3 separate regions of the Mus musculus genome follow, and regions 1 and 3 are each linked to region 2. A link is a contact called in public Hi-C and promoter capture Hi-C data. All regions are on one chromosome and are shown on one strand. Each heading gives the region's core, a stretch centred on a gene start, on an enhancer-like site or on the middle of the called end of the contact. The rest is flanking DNA. Distances are from core to core; before and after follow the strand shown.

Region 1 (3,965 bases), core at 597-3,096, 2.6 Mb before region 2:
TATTAGATGTAATTTTCTCCAGCACAAGAAGACATCTTATTTAAGAAAGCACCAAGAAACAACAAGCCACTGGCAGTGAATCTTTCTGTAGAGTACGCTAATTATTGTTCACTACATGCATGGCCTGGTACCAGATTCTCTGGTGCCAAGCCCCTTCTTATCTATGTATTTTAGGTCATATTTGGATCCTAGAATGTTATTATGTTATTTTATGCTGTGATGCAGTGGTGGTGGTGGTGGTGGAGGGTGTGTGTGTGTGTGTGTGTATCTTTTGGACTTTGGAGAGATAACAAGACTGAGCTACAGAGACAAGGCAGAAATTAATCCTTTTGGTTGCCATGGTTTCACTGAAAGATCTGATTGCCGTTCACTGTGGTGCTGAGGCAGTAGGATGAAGAGCATGCAGCTCTGCCAGGACTAAGGTTAGCATGGATAAGGGCTCAGAAGACAGGCTCTAAGCTGACAGAGAAGGCACAACAACCGTAGGGACCCAATGTGAGCCCTTTCCATATAAAGCATCAGCAGGCTTGACAGGGAAGCAGAGGGTAGTATTGGAACCACAGCTTTCCCACCGGGAAGGAACTAGTGAGTGGTCCACATTCATGGGCATAGCTGATGCCCAATGATAGGAGCCTCTTTTCAGTATAGATTGAAGTTTTCAGGCTGCCAGAAAACTTAGTTTACATTTCTCTGGAAACCTGAGGGTGGGTCACCATGAAATCTCTGGATTGCAGGGGTCTGATATGTAAATATTAGGTCCTCATGGTTAGCCTACATACTTCCCTGGGTAACTTTGTTTCCAACACAAGGTGATTAAGGATGAGCATTTAAGGGAAACTGACCTATGGCCAAATCCTGGATGCAGAATGCAGAAGTCTCCCCTGTAGGTTTGTGGGTTTACAAGCATAGGTGAAGTCTCATGAGGAGAGTAAACAAGTGCAGACATAAGCCATGTAGCACACTGACTGCAAATAGCAATGTCTTTATAAGTGAGAGTTTATCTGTTTACATTTCATGTGTGTGTGTGCCTGTGCATGTGTGTATGCATGTGTGCATATGCTCACGTGTGCATGTGTGTGCATATGTGCATTTGTTGTATGCATGAATGTGTGCATGTTTATGTATGTCCATGTGTTTGTGTGTATGTATGCATGTGTGCATATGTGCATATTGTGCACACATATGTGCATATGTGTGCATGTATGGTCATGTGTGCATGTGTGTATGTATAGTATTCATGCTTATACATGCATGACAGAGTGCAGGCGAATGCATATGTGTGTAGTATATGCACCTGTGTATACATGAGTGCATGCATGTGCATGCGTGTGAAACTTTGAGGTTGATTTCAAGTGTCTTCCTTGGCTACCTTCTAGCTTATACACTGAGGCTGCTCTCTAGCTTATACACTGAAGCAGGGTCTCTCACTGGACTTGCAGCTTGCCACTTCAGCTCCTAGTAAGCCAGCTTGCTTTGTGGATATTTGTCTCTGTCTGCAGAGTGATAAGGTTACAGGCAGTCATTGGATCAATCTGGATTTTATGAGGCTTTTAGAAATCTGTTCTCTGTCCTCATGCTTGTTGAGCCATCTCTCCAGGACCTTAGCATATTTTATTTTAATTGAAAAGATAATAAATGGCTTTAAAAATCATTGCAGCACTGTTACCACTTTATGTTGTTATAAATGGCTACTACACAAATTCAACCTTAAAATTTTTCTTTATCAAGACAACAATTTCTATTAACGAGAGACGATGAGCACTCTAATTAGTGGCTCTATCCGAGTAGTCTGCAAAGCAGCAAAGGCTTTGTGTCCCCATCTTGCTCGCAGCTGCACTCATGTACCAGAGTTTCATTAGAGCTCTATACACACACACACACACACACACACACACACACACACACACGGAGGAGGGGGTTCCCCTGAGATTTAAAAGGGATATTGACTCTGAAATCAGCACAGAAAATTGGGTTGCAAAGGAATATAATTCCTTCTAATCTAGAGGAAATCTGGAGAGAATTTCTTTTCCTTGAAACTTATTTGACAATAACTGCAGAAGCCAGCAAAAAACCTTCTGCAGACAGGCCTTCTAGCTAGGAGCACAGCTGAGGCCCTGGAAATGCAGAAGGGGCCTTGTTACTCCTTCCTGCAGAGTTCAAGCTATACTGGGCACTGCATCCTTCCCCTGTGTTCTTTCCCTGACATCTAATAAGCAGTAGTCTTGGTGGAGTGTACTAATGAACAAAGGCTGCAGATGGAGCCAGATGACAGACATCAGCTTACACAGAAGCCCTGACCTGGTACACAGAATTCTGACTGTGGTCTAGGTGCTAACCTACCCCACTTGGTAGTGACTGACCTGTCAGATACTTGGTGTTCTACTGCATGTGTGGGAAGACAACCCCAGGGTTTTCTCCCCACTGTACCTCACCGTGGGCTGTTACAGAGCAAACTGAATTTCAGTGGAATTAAAAACTTCTTGATATCATGCCAGCCATATCTATTCAGACTTCCCCTTACTCACATCCTTCCAAATTTTCCATTCTGGGCTGTCACTAAGTAGAAGACATTAATGATTGTAATCTTCTGTACACAATACACATGTAATCCATCACATTAACTATTTATAAAATGTCTATCATGTACCAGAGACTGTGCTCAGATCTTTAGAGAGATTATCTTGTTTTTACAATTACCTTATAAGGTAAGATGTTATTTTTCCTGTTTTGCAGCTGGGTAAACTAAAGTTCAGAGGAGTTTAATCTACCCAGTGTCACCACTGTGGCATAAAGTAAGCAGACAGTATGTGTTTTTCTTCTATATGTAGGTGACAAAACAGGACTCAAAGCACATGTGACTTAGCCAAGTATGCTAAGCAAGTATGCATGCAAGACACAGACACAGACACAGACACAGACACAGACACAGACACACACACACACACACACACACACACACACACCTGTACAAGACACCCTAAGAACTGTTCCATCCACAGACAAATGCAGGTACTCATCCCATGAGGACAATCAGTTGCTGAATGCAGGGTACTTGGAGAGCACTTATTCCAAAGACTAAGTGTGCAGCCTCCCTCCTAGCATAGATTTTATTTTCTATCACTTGTGGCCTCTTGACACATTTGAACCAAAGCTGATGTTAATTGGCAAAATACACACTGTTCAATGGTTCAGGAAAAGTGAACATTAGGAGATACCATTTACTTAAACGATATATGGTTGAAACATTTAGTGATGAAACAGGAAAATCGGTGGCCAGAGGAAGCTTGATGAGCCTCCAGTCTGCACAGAAACCATGCAGATAAAGTGGATTTTGACCGTTGTATCCTCTTCAGGTATAGCCACTAGAAAAAGGGAGATTTTCAATACTCACAGTGGAAAAGAACCTGCTCTTATGGATTCTGGATATCAGTTCCATCTGTACAGTGTTGTCTTTCAGGCATTAGATCTTGTGTTTGAGGCTCAAATTGACATACAAAGTTGGTATGGTGATACATACTTGCAAACCCAGTGCCAGGGCCACTGAGCCAACCTATCAGGGAGGTACAGGCCAGAGAGAGACCTGTGTCAACATTCAAGGTTGATACAGAAGAATATGGATGGAGGGTAAAGGGGAATGTTGGGATACAAAGGGACCTGTCAGGAGGAGTGTGAGAAGGGCACATTTTAGGAAAGGGGGAGGAATAAATGCAGAAGAATGATGGATAAAAATAACATAAGAACATCTGGAAAAGCCACAAGTTAATAGTCAACTATTAACAAGAACAAAACAAAACAGCAAACCCCACCCCTATAACATTCATGAATGTATGTATACCAAGTGTGTATTGACACACTTAAAAATTTAATGGAATCCTTTTCATCTGGGATGACAGTGCTCCCTCCAAAATCCCAACAGCAGACACATGAAGCCTTCTTTTGAGTTGTTGCTCAGGGCTCTCAAGGTG
Region 2 (4,127 bases), core at 392-2,891:
AGTGTGGAGAAGCCTCGGAACGAGGAGAGGGGAAGCGTAGAGTGGTCTGTGGAACTCTCATCTAAAAGGGAGTAGACAAGTAACACAGGACAAAATCCCAAAGGGGAGATGGGAGTCGGGGTGGCGGTGGGGGTCAGCGTGTATAGCCAGCCACAGACAGCAGAAGCCCCTCTACTCGTCCAGCTTGCTTGGTCTCGTGACTTCGAACTCAGACTTGAGTAGTTGCATATGTGAGGTGTCATAAGTTCTGAAAATTGTTTTCAGAGATCACACTGCACAGAACCGACATAAGCAGAGGTCAGAAGTTCTCTCTCCCCTGCTTGGTCCCTATGTAAACACAAGTCCCAGCCATGCGTGTTGCTATGGAGATGTAACCTGTGTCCCCAGCATTGACCTAGCTAGTGTTGGCATGGCGAGAGACTTTTATAAATAACAACGTCTGAGTGAAAACTACATGTGTCACTACTGGGGACACTCTTCAGCAGTCCCTGGAATTCTCTCTCTCTCTCTCTCTCTCTCTCTCTCTCTCTCTCTCTCTCTCTCTCTCTCTCTCTCTCTCTCTCCCTCTCTCCCCTCCCCCTCTCTCTAGGTGTGTCTTTGTAAATACAGCCAGCAGGATGAGATGAGCGATGAACAGCCCTTGCTGCTGAAAGTCATCAGATTTTCTGTCAGTCATCACAGAGAAGCTGGCCTGAGGTGATTCACAGCTGTGGAGCGGCTACCTGATTTTAAGGGTCATCAAATTTTGGTAAATTAGTCTTTCCTGCAGGAAGCTATTACTTGCTGTTCTTGGTTTAAAATAGTCTTGTTTCCCGAGAACATTTGACTTGAGGTAATATAAAAAATATTATACTAAGGTACTCTCTCCCCTGATCTTTTATAGTTCACTTTTGACAACCCAGAAGGAATCCAGAGACTGCAGGAGGAGGCACAGATGCCCGAGTGATGGGATAACCAGGCCAGTGTTACAGAGACCATCAGGAGAGAGACTCCGAGCCTCCTGTGATTTGAGCCACCCCTCTCCAATCAACTGGTTAAAGGGAAAGCTGATGGTTAGAATAGAGAGGACAGGATCAAAGCCATCCAGTTATTTTGGAGGATGGTGACCAGATACCTAGAATTTGGGGGAGGACCCATCTCAAAGGAATCAGCAGGAGACTGTGGGTTAAAAAGATCCAGAGTCGGGTGGAATTCTGTGGCTATCCCTCCTCCTATCCCTCCTCTGCCTCCCGCTCTGCCTCCCCTGCTGAAGAGCCACTCTTTATTCTCAGGCCGACTAAACTGAAGGCCTTCAATCACCAAAAAGAACAAGGACAGTGGCAAGGAGTGTTTCAAAGAGACTGTCCAGATTTCTGGGGGGACAGACATGGGCCTCATCATCGAAGCTAATAAATTCTACCTCCGTGGCCCTATGAAGGATGGTAGTAATGACCCGAAAAAACAATGCTGGTGCACAACGAGGGCCAGGCTCTGTGCCAAACGCTTTAAATGTCAGGTCTCATCTTAAACTCAAATACTATCATTTTCAGCTTTTTTACAGAGAATGATTCTGAGAAGCAGGGAATTGAAGCACTTTGCCTGAAGTCACACACACAGCTAAGTCAGGACCCCCGCCTTGGTTGGCCGTCAGCCCCGGTGTTACACTGCCCCCTGCAGGGTGGTTAGGGAGGAACAACTTAGGACCAGGGTGGCAGCTGAGACGGCAAACCTAAACCTAACGCCTCCTGTGTCCTAACAGGCATCTCAGCTAATTCTTGGTTCCTCTGCGGGGATGTTATGTTCGGGGTACGCTTGAAATAGACGGGGCTTGAAAGGGTTAATGGCTGACCAACCTAGAAGACAGCGTGAGATACTAGCCAGGGCACTGCACGTTCAGCCAGTGGTGGCTGCCTAGGAAGCAAGTTGCTTCTAATCGAGCCTCAGAAAAGGATTCTCACATATGAGATATCAAGGTATCTGAGTAAATATCGGTTCACATGGTAAACAGATGTTTGTTTCAGCCATCTTGGGAACTATGTGTAGAGTCGTTCAGTGACACGGTGACTGTGTAACCATGGCCCATCACCCCCAGTCCGTTCTCTCACTGGTCATGATGGCCACTCTACAAACGCTTCTGCTTTGTGGACACCGTCTTTTGGGCATACCCACCCTGTGGAGTCTGTGTCACCATCTGTTCACACTGACAGTGAGCTGAGCCTCGGGTGGGCTTGCGTTGAACACATGTCAGCTACACGCTAAGGTACCTGTCACTGGCATCTCCATGTTGAAAGCCGGGGTCTTCAAGCTGCACATTCTGCAAGCCTCCTTGTTTGCTTTAAGGCGAGGCAAAAGGCTACTTCTTCCTCTGGGCACATGGGTGTGGGGACCAGGAGAAGCAGATGAGTTTGAAAGTCTCTCCAGTGGAGCCCATACCCTCATCTCACTCCAGCTCCTTGAGCACACCCACATCTTCTTTCTATCACAGCCTAGCAGCCCTGATCAGCCGCTGAATATCATCCCATGTGACTGTCACCTCTGCAGGCTGTCCCAGCTATTAGAGTATCGGCTGGGAGTGTGTGTTCGGTCCACATGGACTATGACACAAACAGTGAGTGCCCTTTACAGCCATAAGATGACAGAGCAGCCTTTGGGACACACTCAGCCCTGTGTGGAGATTACATAGAAAATTTACTCCCAGGCATGACAGTCAATGCTCCTAGACAAAAGGGCTGTCTGTGAACTCGCAGTACTGAGCACGGTATGGTTTGTTAACATGGCAAATCCTGGGAGGATCATTCCACAGAAGAGACCTCTGACAAGGCTGTGAGTGTCTAGTCAGGCTCCACAGGACTATGAAAAGCATCTGCAGGGGTAGGTGTCTAAAGTATTCTAAATAGAAGTCGGGGGACAGTGGCAGCCCCAGAAGAAGGAGACCTGTATGCCCCACTGAAAAGAGGCTACAGGTGTTTGAATCGTCCCTCTTCTTCCATCTTCACATTTGGAAGCCTTATGTGCCAAAGCAGGAAGACACGGGAAGTCTAAATGCCAGCGAAGGGCTCACTTGAGGGTTTTGTTTGGTTCGCTGTAGTTTCTGCTAAGCCTCCGTTGTAAGGTGGGTCTGATCTGATCTGGAAAGCTTTTCTTCTTCTTTACAGTATCAAGCAAGAAGTCAAATGCCAAAGCTGGAAAAGCAGAAGGTGCTGGAGGGCGATGTCTTCCCACACAGCCATCAAAGTTGGCTGCACTTCAGCTGCTGACAGTCTTCTAGAAATACCTTCTAAGACTAACACATCTTCTCCTTTTTACAAAGAAGCTGAAAATCCAGATGGTTTGGGTGAAACATTCTAATTTTTACAACACTATACAGGGCAAACAAAAAATATCCCTGGTCAGAATTTTGTCTGCTGCCTCCAACTAGCAAAACCACGTGACAGAACTCTGCTGTTCTGACTGCGGACGGGAAAGGGGTGGGTGAAGCTCAAGCTTCCGCCATGTCTCCATGGAGAACGGGAGGCCGGTGTTGGGTGATGGAAGATGAAGAAAAGTAGACAGAGAGGCTCTGCTAAGAGTGTGGGAAGTTAGACCACAGTGACATTCTTTCCTGCAGTGCTCTGAGGAAACGGCAGGATCAGGTCCTAAGCACTGCAGAGATGGTGCTGTGGCCCTCTCTCCACTGAAAAGCCAAGGCTGGGTGAAGCACTCCTTGGGCAACAGGAGCCTCTGTGGTGAGGACGCTTTCCCTAGCGGGTACAAGGAGTCTCTTGGGATCCGGAAGCAGGAAATCCATTCTTGGGAAGGAGCAGAGACCTACGAATTGCAGCTTTCCTCCGCCCCAGGAAAAGTCACCCTGCTATACAATTTCAAGTCTATTTTCCTGACAAAGATGTAACATTTGGCACACCTGTGACATCAACCGTGTTCTCAGATGCACCTCCTGGCAGCTCGTTTATGGGGATTTTAATTTTATCACAGGTTTAGTTGTACAACAAAGCATTAGAAGCCCCAAAACAATGACAGGCACAAAATAATGGTGTTTCACCCAGTGGAAAATAGAGGTTCTCTCTCTCCATTCCCCTCCCCATCTCTCTCCAAGTGCTCTCAGCCAAGTCCTCTACTCCCTCACTCTTCTCTTCTCTTCTCTTCTCTTC
Region 3 (4,180 bases), core at 869-3,368, 2.5 Mb before region 2:
TGTCTGTAGCTGCATATGTAGCAGAGGATGGCCTAGTTGGTCATCAATGGGAGGAGACACCCTTGGTCCTGTGAAGGTTCTATGCCCCAGCATGGGGGAATGTCAGGGCCAGGAAGTGGGAGTGGGTGGGTTGGGGAGCAGGGGGAGGCAAGAAGGGGATAGGAGATTTTCTGAGAGGAAACTAGGAAAGGGGATAGCATTTGAAATGTAAATAATGAAAACATCTAATAAAAAAGTATACACACATATGTGTGTATGTATGTATATATGTATATGATGTATATGTATACATATATGTATATGTTTGAAGATGTTATAGTTAACTCTGCTAAACAGGCCATCATGGACCATAAGGAAAACTAACCTATAGTATAATCAAACTGATGACGATTTCCCAGAACATATGGATGGCAGGTTGGCCCAAAACTTTTATCATTATTCTTTGTTGTCAATGTGCTTATGTAATTTCTGCAGTTCTTTCTTTTTCTTCTTTAAGTTTCCCTTGTTAAAATTTTTAATTGAAAATAAACCTTTTCATAAGTTTTTTGTTGTTGTTGTTTATGGTTTCTCCTTACTTTCTGCCTACCTCTCTTCCCAATCCATGCAACTTCACACATTTTTCCCTTGTCTTAATTTAGATAAAGACACTGTAAGGTGACCTCTATTGTGTCTATTTGTGTCTATGTTCCTTTTTTTTAATGATGGAGAAACAGCTGAAGCCAGGCCAATGCTCTGCTGGGAGAAGTCTACACCACATCATTCTCAGAGCTGTGATACCTGCCATTCTGGACAGGTGCGCTGGCCTAATTTCTCGACTAAACCGATGGTGTGTCAAACAGCCAAAGAGAGCCTTCATTTTAGGCACTGTGTTAAATATAATGGATTATTGTGTTAACGGCTCATATATCTTGTGAAAATTAATAGCAAGTAGGATACATTTTTTTAATAGAATTTATCATTGCATCTTTCTTATTCACGAATATATTTTGAGAGAGACTTATTAGACAGACTTATCTGAAGTTTTCTCAAAGTCAGGATGAGAGAGTTATGTGTTTGGCTGTGTAGGAAAGCAGTTAGGCAGCCTAGAGTCGCATCACTTTGTCAATCCAAATCCAATTTAGTAATTTCCCGAGGCCCTAGTCCACCCACAGTTAATCATCATCTGATCTGGTGTCATGATTTGGCATTCTAAAAAATAAAATAAGATAAAAAATCAGCAGGAGTTTCTGTAGGGTTGATCAATTTAGTCTGTCAAGATACATGTTGAAATAACTGTCTAAAACACACGAAAGCACTAACAAAGGTGAGTTTTAAGCTCTGAACTGGGAGCTCCTTACAGATGGCATGATGTATTTGCATTTTCCAACAGCTCACAGGGTGAAGGTGACACACGCTCTGGTGACTTGTCCATTACAGGTGATTCTCACTTGATATAGGACAGAGCAGTACTGGATGATAGTGACATATCATAGCCATGCTTTGGGGAGATACTTTCACAATGAACTCTGAGTATCAGCCATTTCCTTTTATATTTGAATATCGATAATTTCTGGGTTTCAATAGACTTTATTTTAGTCCCACTGCAAGTTATTCATTCAAGTTTAAAGCTCTCATAAGCCATCAAAGCATTGCTGACCTGCCTAACCTCAGTTCCTTGTTCTTAATGACAGCTACTGACACACAGCAGATTTCAACAAAGGTGAAAAGGAGCCTTTGAGATTCTGAGAGATTCTAACTGCTCCTGGGGAAGAAGTTGGTAAACATTCAAGATTCGGGGCTCTGCTTGGATCCAGACCCATGCAGTCTCTGCAGTGTGTAATGTAAGGAATGGCTTGGAACACACAGGTCCTAAGAATTCTGGACAGGGGGCATAGTCATCCACAGTCCTCCCTCGAACATTAAGTCTCTCTCATGATTGAGATGAGCAAATCCTACAGAGATTTCTATTGGCAGGTGTTCTCAATTGCTGCCAATCATATACATTGATTTTTCCAACACAGAGCATGTGTGTTTGAGGCCTGATGACTTTACATAACAGGCTTTTGGGAGGATGGCTGCTGAAATATATCTGTGTGTTCAAGCTTGTTTTGTAAATGCTAAGCACATTAAGCTTCCTCAGTGTTGAAGTTATTGCCATGGAAACACTGCCAGTTAATAACTGTGTCTGGCTTCATGTATTGCTGTGCTAGACACTAGTAAATGAATAGAAATGGTACCTTAGCCCTTGGTGTGTTACATCCTCAGAGGGGCCCTGGAGGAAAAGCTGGTAAGCACCCGATAAAGGGTGACCATGTTGCTGATTATTATCTTAAAACAGTTTTCTATGCTGAGAAGCCTGGCAGAGAAGCGTTTGAGGAAGCTTGAGATGGGAAAGCTCAGAGGCCACGTTCTGACAGGAGAAAATAAATTCTGGACAATTCTCAAGCCCTGAGGTTTCACTCTTCTATGCCTCTGATTGGGGGACACTTGGGGTGTCACTTGCATTATGGATTCATATCACCTACATAGAGAGAGCAGCTGACATCTTGGGCTTCAAGCTCTGCTCTGAAAGAATGACCTTTCATGCTGAATCCATAGATGGGCTTCACAAGGTAGAGTGACTCCATCTGTAGTTTCACTTTTCAGAAAGAATGAGCTGACCATGCTTGTAGTGCATGGTGCTCTAGGCTGATCTGCTCTACATATTCAGATCAGATTGCAGGGTTTCTTCACATACATGCTTAGCTCATGTTTACTTTTTACGGCTGTGCCAGTCTACCACCAGCTCCTAAATCTGGGAGATCAGACAAGAAGACTTCCTGGACTTTTGGAAGAGATATCCAAAATGGAGAACACAGGCTGAGCATGCTCTTCTGAGATCCTGCTTCCTGGAGAGACTGGCTATGTGACTGCTGTTTTTGAACCTTCTGTGTCTCTTTCCCTGTAGGTGTGAAGGTTAGACTCTAGCTCTCACATGGAACTGCCACATTAGTCTGCATTTTCACACAGGTTCCAGTGCACCTGAACAAACATTAGGAATTAGGAAAACAACCACCACTGCTGTCATTTCTTCTCCCCACAGGTGGTCAGGAGCCGTTCTTTCCTAGCTCCCTGATATTGCTAAATGTTTTGTTGTTACTGACTTTATTGGAAATGTCAAGTATAAAAAGTAAATGTTGTTTTCCAGGTCCAAAGACAAAGAGAAGTCTCTGGCTGATGCCCGGCCCTGGGTCCTCTGGATGCTGCATCCCCCTAATAGAAGCATCAGCTTGGAGAGTGGTCACCTAGGAAATCTGTGATACGACTTTGGCATTTGAAACTAATGCAATAGGCTCATTCTACTGCTACTTCATCTGACATTGCTGAGAGAAACAGTCTTGTGTCTTTGAGCCAGGAGTCTTATGTTTTCTAAAGTATCTATGGATGGTGTCAAGCAGATGTCACTATTTGAGAAGGGAAACACTTCAAACAATTCAAATAGTGACATCAAGTTCTGTGGTCTTCTGAAAGCACAGGAATAAAATAAAAAACAAAGTGTTAGGAGAATTGAGATCTTATCCAAGTTCTGCATTGAAGAGTTATGACAATAATGGTATTAAGTCTTCTCCCTGGGGTAATTTCTTCACATCTAGCATGAGGGGAGGAGCTAGAGGGTGAACTCATGATGAAAATTTGATACACAGTATCTAATGGGCAGCATTCTATACACAGTATCTTATGGGCAGCATTTTATATACAGTATATAATGGGCAGCATTCTATACCTAGTATCTTATGGGCAGCACTTTATGTACAATATTTAATGTGCAGCATTCTATACATAGTATCTAATGGGCAGCATTCTATACACAGTGTCTTATGGGCAGCATTTTATACACAGTATCTAATAGGCAGCATTCTTGTCTTACAAATTCTTTGTTATATTTTTTTTTCCTGGAAGAGTCAGTACATTTTGTAAATAGTTGCAAAATATGTTTTATATTTTACTCAGCCTATGAGACTTGGGAATCTCCTAGTGAACTTAAATTATTTATTTTCCTTATTATGCTCCTATTTTATATTAAAGCATATACATATGTTCTTTGTATGTGTGATGCCTTATTCAGTGAGGATAATTTATCTCTGGATTAAAAATTCAGAACTAATTTTGATTATCTCTAGGGTTAGTTCAATTTTGATAATTGTTAAATCGTGGTATTTGG

Evidence for each region. Promoter capture Hi-C pulls out the DNA fragments that hold promoters and counts their contacts. Hi-C and Micro-C count contacts between places; a contact is called where the count stands out from the background.
Region 1: a contact with region 2 is called in a Hi-C map of cortical neurons, with 2.7 times the contacts expected there. The contact joins two enhancer-like sites. A contact is called at or near these places in 8 of 39 promoter capture datasets (the 3T3-L1 cell line, the C10 cell line, cranial neural crest and 5 more), 4 of 484 Hi-C or Micro-C datasets (cortical neurons and nephron progenitors) and 1 of 9 other capture datasets (liver).
Region 3: a contact with region 2 is called in a promoter capture Hi-C map of hippocampal neurons, with 2.7 times the contacts expected there. The contact joins two enhancer-like sites. A contact is called at or near these places in 7 of 39 promoter capture datasets (the C10 cell line, frontonasal cranial neural crest, hippocampal neurons and 4 more).

What each region holds. Positions count from the first base shown.
Region 1 is chr3:157,214,397-157,218,361 of GRCm38.p6, reverse strand. The region is part of intron 6 of Negr1 (neuronal growth regulator 1); the gene reads right to left. Among named protein-coding and RNA genes, the nearest start is that of Gm24373, 5.4 kb to the right of the region's middle. Within about 2 kb of position 1,846, at least 21 of the 459 cell types and tissues checked have an H3K27ac peak or open chromatin away from gene starts, as enhancers often do. A contact at or near this core is called in cortical neurons, where this site is marked.
Region 2 is chr3:154,650,740-154,654,866 of GRCm38.p6, reverse strand. No RefSeq gene overlaps it. Among named protein-coding and RNA genes, the nearest start is that of Tyw3, 56 kb to the right of the region's middle. Within about 2 kb of position 1,641, at least 29 of the 459 cell types and tissues checked have an H3K27ac peak or open chromatin away from gene starts, as enhancers often do. A contact at or near this core is called in cortical neurons and hippocampal neurons, where this site is marked.
Region 3 is chr3:157,180,144-157,184,323 of GRCm38.p6, reverse strand. The region is part of intron 6 of Negr1 (neuronal growth regulator 1); the gene reads right to left. Among named protein-coding and RNA genes, the nearest start is that of Gm24373, 29 kb to the left of the region's middle. Within about 2 kb of position 2,118, at least 15 of the 459 cell types and tissues checked have an H3K27ac peak or open chromatin away from gene starts, as enhancers often do. A contact at or near this core is called in hippocampal neurons, where this site is marked.